2 separate regions of the Pan troglodytes genome follow, and region 1 is linked to region 2. The links are chromatin contacts, called in public Hi-C maps. All regions are on one chromosome and are shown on one strand. Each heading gives the region's core, a stretch centred on a gene start, on an enhancer-like site or on the middle of the called end of the contact. The rest is flanking DNA. Distances are from core to core; before and after follow the strand shown. Region 1 overlaps CHN1 (chimerin 1). Region 2 has its middle 7.4 kb from the start of CHRNA1.

Region 1 (2,923 bases), core at 295-2,794, 220 kb after region 2:
CATTTCTGTCTGCATTCAAATCGTAAGTCAGAAAAAGTACTGTTCAATGGTATTTATTATTAAAAGCTGCTGCATTTTTTCAAAAATAGTAGTGAAATTAATCTATTATAAAGTCTTCATCTCTCAATCTGCTAAAAGTCCTATGAACTATGTAGTTTAACTGTATTACCATAAACCTGTTTAAATTTTAAAATAAAAGATAAACAAGGCCAGGCATGGTGGCTCACACCTGTAATCCCAGCATTTAGGGAGGCTGAGGTGGGCAGATCACAAGGTCAGGAGTTCGAGACCAGCCTGGCCAACATGGTGAAACCCCGTCTCCACTAAAAATACAAAAATTAGCCAGGTGTGGTGGCGGGTGCCTGTAATCCCAGCTACTCGGGAGGCTGAGACAGGAGAATGGCTTGAAACCAGAAGGCGGAGGTTGCAGTGAGCTGAGATGGCACCACCACATTCCAGCCTGGGCAACAAGAGCGAAACTCCAACTCAAAAAAAAAAAAAAAAAAAAAGATAAATACGTCAACTTTTAAAAACTGTGCCTTGCCACCTAATAATTATGACAGCTGAAAACACACAGTAAGCAACATATTAAAGTTGCATATTAGGCCTGGCATGGTGGATCACACCTGTAATCCTGGAGCTTTGAAGAATTACACTTTGAAGGTTCCTCCTAAGGTGGGAGGAGTGCTTGAGCCCAGAACTTCGAGACCAGCCTGGGCAACACAGGGAGACCCTGTCTCTACAGATTATTTAAAAATTAGCTGGGCATGGTGGCACGCACCTGTGGTCTCAGCTACTTGGGAGGCTGAGGTGGGAGGATCGCCTGAGCCCAGGAGGTCAAGGCTGCAGTGAGCAGTGATCACACCACCACACTGCAGCCTGGGAAACACAGTGAAACCCTGTCTCAAAAAAAAAAAAAAAGTTGCATGTTTATCTTAAATGTACTCTTACCAATGAAAAAAACTATTTTGGGACAGATCTTTTACAAATTATCTAATATTAATGTAAATAACATACATCAATTTTCCTTCTTCCCCTGGTACAAACAGATAAGACCTGAAAACATTGGACTTTTTCTATTAAGATTTTGATCAACCTTTAACTAAAAATTATTTCAAAAAAAAGTTTAAAAATTGTCATATGCCTCTGAAGATCAATTATTATACTTGAATAAAGGTAAAAGAAGAAGTTTTGATTAGAAGAGTGACATGAGAAGGCATCTTGAGCTGAATAATGTCTCATCCGAAAGAGTAAGTTCTGGGATCTGTGTGTTCGATCACTGCTCTTTCCTTCCCATTGCTCCTGACATTGGCAGACTTGGTGTGCGTGGGGTGTGTGTGTGTGGTGTGTCTGTGTGTGTGTGTGTGAGAGAGAGAGAGAGCGCGCGCGAGCGCAAGAGCAAGAGTGCGAGGTCGCGGGGGGGGGGCGGGGGGGGGCGGGGAAGACGGAGAGGGAGGGAGAAGAGAGGAACAAATAAACACTAAAAGAGAAAGCAAGAGCTCCTCTGTCTGGAGAGACCTAGGAACAGCAGATCTTCCCCTACCCACTCCAATCCCCACCAACCTGTCCCGCCCCTGCAAGAAAGGGGCTTGTGGCTCTCCAGAGAACTGCAGAGCCATGTGTCCGGAAAATTCAGGATGACAAGCCTTTAAGTATTCTGCAAGTGTCCCTACTGTATAGCGATGTCTGTTGCCCCCTTTCTTTTTACCACTGTATTATTAATCCATCTTGTTCCTTTTCTTGTTCTTTTGAAATAATCTATCCTTTTAACTTCAACTAAAAAAAATGAACCGACACGCCCAGAGAAGCATTTCTCTTCCCAGGAATATATAATAACTTTAAAATATCTGGTCAACTTTTAAACATTATGATAAAAGAAACATGAATTGCATTTTCATGGCTCTCATCTTTAATTACATATGCTGTACACATATATAATGACATCTTTATAACATCCAAATTTGAGATACAAATCTCAGAATAGTAATAAATACCATCCGAAGACTTAATAGGCAAAATCATCTTATAGGAACAAATTACAGGAGTAGTAAAGTCAATTTCATCAAAACATTTTTTTCAGAATTAAATATTATAATAAGCAATAAGTGAAATGTCATATAAACCACTGACTGCATCTTTTAAAAGGGTCATGGTTTAATATATTCCATTCTATAAAACAATCATTAGGGTGAGCTTTTTGGTCTACTACTTAGTGACATCTATTCAGCAACCTTCAAAACACAAGCTAGTTTTTAAGTGGAGGACTAATATGTAAACGTCCTATGAACTTGGCTAACCCACCAGGGTCTGAAAGGGAGACCTGAACAAAGAAAGGCTTCCCTTCACCAATTCCTTGCTAACAGCCTAGAAAAGTCTAAAAGAAGAGAGAAAAGCTCTCAGAGCAGAAGAACCCATCATTTTTCCTACCTTTAGCATGGTCCCCCCAGAAGGTTTCTGTTTCCAGTTGACTACCGGACACATGACAACATTAAAGGGGCCAGAAAATCAACCTGGATTATAACAAGCCCTGTGTTTATAGATACTGTTTAGTGTCCCTTCTCCTCTGGTTTGAAAGTTAAAAGAAGGATAAAGAGGTTTTTATAAAATATAACAGTATAAATGTAACTGTAATTTCACAGGAAACTTTTGGGAAAAGATAAGCTAGCAAAAGGAACCAATTCCAGAGTAAGTGATATACCTGCCCTTGACATGAAACAATACTGCAGGAATACATGTATTTTTTCTGTTAAAGCCTGAAAATAAGATAATTAGTTAACAAAAACAATATATAAGAGATCTGGAAATGTTAACTGTTGATAACTTGATTAAAGTATTATAAAGCAATAGAATAACTTTAAAAATGCTTTATATTTCTACCCTGGAAATTGTTAAGCTACAGGAGTACCATGGTTTAGGGGAGCTA
Region 2 (2,857 bases), core at 4-2,503:
ATTGAGGCAGGGTCTTGCTCTGTCGCCAAGGCTGGAGTGCAGTGGCATGATCTCAGCTCACTGCACCTCTGCCTCCCAGGCTCAAGCGATTCTCCTGCCTCACCCTCCTGAGTAGCTGGGATTACAAGTGTATGCCGTTATGCCTGGCTAATTTTTTGTATTTTCAGTAGAGACGAGGTTTCACCATGTTGGCCAGACTGGTCTCGAACTCCTAACCTCAGGTGATCCGCCCACCTTGGCCTCCCAAAGTGCCGAGATTACAGGCGCGAGCCACCGTGCCTGGTCCATTTTCATTTTCAATGCCTGAGAATGTTCTCTTTTTTGAATGTATCATAATTCATTTAACCAATTTCTTACCATTGGATGTTTTCATTTTTTATTTTTAATTTTTGCTTTTATAAATAATCATGCAGTGGACATCCTTATACATAGAAATCAGCCCAATTTTCTAACTATTGCCTTAGGATGAGTTTCTAAGAGTAGAAGTGCTGGGTCAGAAAATGAAAACATGTTAAATAATTTTAACGCATATCAAATAGCTAAATCTCCATTTTAGAATCAACCAAAGTCACTTAGACCTGCTCTTCTCACGGTTATATTTTTCTATTATACCTGTCAGGGTGCATATGTTACATTTATTTGTGTGATTATCTGATTAACGTCTGTTTCTCCCACTAGACTGCAACCCAGTGAGTGCAGAGATGGCACCTGTTTCTGCTCACCACTGTATCCTTAGCTTTTGGCTGACAGCTTGTCATACAGTAGGCAGTCAGTAAATAACTGCTGATGAGGGAATGAATGGATGTAAAGCTTAATTCAATGAATAGGGTAGAAGATCATACTAGATAATGTCATTTGGGGATAAAATAAAATGTGACTATCAGTCACCCCCAGTGCCATGCAGGGTACCTGCATGTAGCTCCAAAAGTGTTTGCAGTTGACTAATTAATGCATGAATGAAGTATATCTCTTTTATAAAATCCACCTTCTTGTGTGGCTTAATGAATGGAATAATTGTGGATCCTCCCAAGGTCACTTCTTTGGAGAAAACACAGGCTGTCTGCATTTGGGTGCAGCTCCCTGGGGCCTGGCTAACTCTTAGCCAAACTCCTGTTTCCAGCATGGAGTGCCTTGGTCCAGTGGCCAGCAGGTGGCAACAAATGGTTATTAAAGTGGCGGCCGAGCGCTAGAGGCTCTCTCCGGATGAGGTGTCTCTCCTGCTGTGCCCCCAGGGCCTGTGTTTTGGAAACTCCAGCAAGCCAGCCCAGCAGGCCCTTTCGGGTGAGGAAGGCACCCCAGGAACTACAGGTGCTCCTCAGAAGAGTCAAGAAAGAGGGGTCAACTCTAAGCCCCTGAAAGAACCCGACTTTGCATTTCTATTTCACAAGCTTACAGTTCTGAGTAATTGTACTGGAGGGCTGTAGAGCCAAAGGCAATTCATGTGCAAATCTAGGCTTCTTCAGGCGTGAGATTTCATCCGGTTTACACCAGATGACCTGCCTCTGTCATGTCTCACTCTGTCTGCAATGGTCAGTTTCTTCTGTTTTTTTTTTCAGCCAGGCTCAGTGCTATGCAATCACGCTGACAGTCTGTAGTAATGATTGGGTTTGTTACCACTGGATTACACAAAGTCTTCTAACTACATACAAAGAGGTTGCTGACCACTCATCATGGGTTCCCCCGACCTTGGTGTTGTTTCTTCCAGGGGCAGGGATGGATTTGCCCCCGTCCTGATTCACAATCTCCCTTTTTCTCTGGGTCTAACGGTAGAGGGGAAATCACCCTGTACTGCAATCCTGTTAGCTACCACCTCATTCTTGCAGCAGCTCAGCTGTGCACGTGACCTATGTCATGTGTCTGAGCTCACTTAGATCCAAGTACCAGGAGGGGAATCTGATATTTCTGACCCCAAACACGGTGCTCTGTCCACTACACTCATGGTTCAAACTGTGCTCCAGGAAGCTCTCCTGAGGTGGCCATGAGAGAAGGAAAGGAGGAGAGATCGCGGACGGGGAGGAGTGGCCAAAAGGGTGGTGCTCCCTGCTTCCCACCCTTCCTTCATCTAGAACAGCTGTGCTTTGATTTTTAAAATATACGTGTGCGTACATTAAATTATATATGTAATCTTTCTCTTAACTTTCCTTTCAGAAGGAGGAGAAAAATCTGCGCCTCTTTCTCTCAAGGGATACTTTGTCTCTGGGGTACTTTCTGACCCAGTGGACCCCTGGCAGAAGTAAGCGTGGACTGTGGCTACAGGACCACGCAGAGTCAACACGAACTGAAGCCAGGCCTTGGCCATGGCAGCTCTGGGGTCCAACCACTTGATCAATGCAGGAAATGCTTTGATGGCAGAATTCTTCCATGGCCAGCTTCTCATATTCTCTGGGACAGACACAAACCAAGAAAAATGAGTGTGGCGCAGAATCTGATGTGTCCTTCCTGTACCCCCTGCTGGTAGCAAAAAGTATGTCTTGAACTTTTCTTTGTTACACACAGTCTGGGTAATAACAGACTGAAGGAAAACTAAAGAAGCTTGGGAGGCTAAGTTCAATGACAAATGAAGAACTAAGGTAGAGAAAAAAGAGAATTGAGAAAGTGTCTGGGTGTCTGGAGAAGTTGGGGGAATAGAGAGGGAGGAGATATAATTGGCCAGATAACTTGAGAGTGGGAGAGGAGTGCAAACATTATTTTTGAGGCGCTTTGTTGGATATTTAAAATGCACTCCTACCTTTGGCATTTTCTCAAAAGGCAAGAAAGATTTGTTTCAATTCTATTTTTCTGCTGGACTGAACCAGTGCCAACACTGGACCATGTAGGATCCTGGGTTTATTTCAGTTACATAAGCAAACGTTGCTGT

The links. A called contact is a pair of places that touch in the nucleus more often than the background predicts.
Region 1: a contact with region 2 is called in a Hi-C map of induced pluripotent stem cells, with 3 times the contacts expected there. The contact joins two enhancer-like sites. A contact is called at or near these places in 4 of 7 Hi-C or Micro-C datasets (blood, induced pluripotent stem cells and stem cell-derived neural progenitor cells) and 1 of 1 other capture datasets (stem cell-derived neural stem cells).

The regions. Positions count from the first base shown.
Region 1 is chr13:77,027,122-77,030,044 of NHGRI_mPanTro3-v2.0_pri, forward strand. The region is part of intron 2 of CHN1 (chimerin 1); the gene reads right to left. Among named protein-coding and RNA genes, the nearest start is that of CHN1, 15 kb to the right of the region's middle. Within about 2 kb of position 1,545, at least 12 of the 24 cell types and tissues checked have an H3K27ac peak or open chromatin away from gene starts, as enhancers often do. A contact at or near this core is called in induced pluripotent stem cells, where this site is marked.
Region 2 is chr13:76,807,923-76,810,779 of NHGRI_mPanTro3-v2.0_pri, forward strand. No RefSeq gene overlaps it. Among named protein-coding and RNA genes, the nearest start is that of CHRNA1, 7.4 kb to the left of the region's middle. Within about 2 kb of position 1,254, at least 10 of the 24 cell types and tissues checked have an H3K27ac peak or open chromatin away from gene starts, as enhancers often do. A contact at or near this core is called in induced pluripotent stem cells, where this site is marked.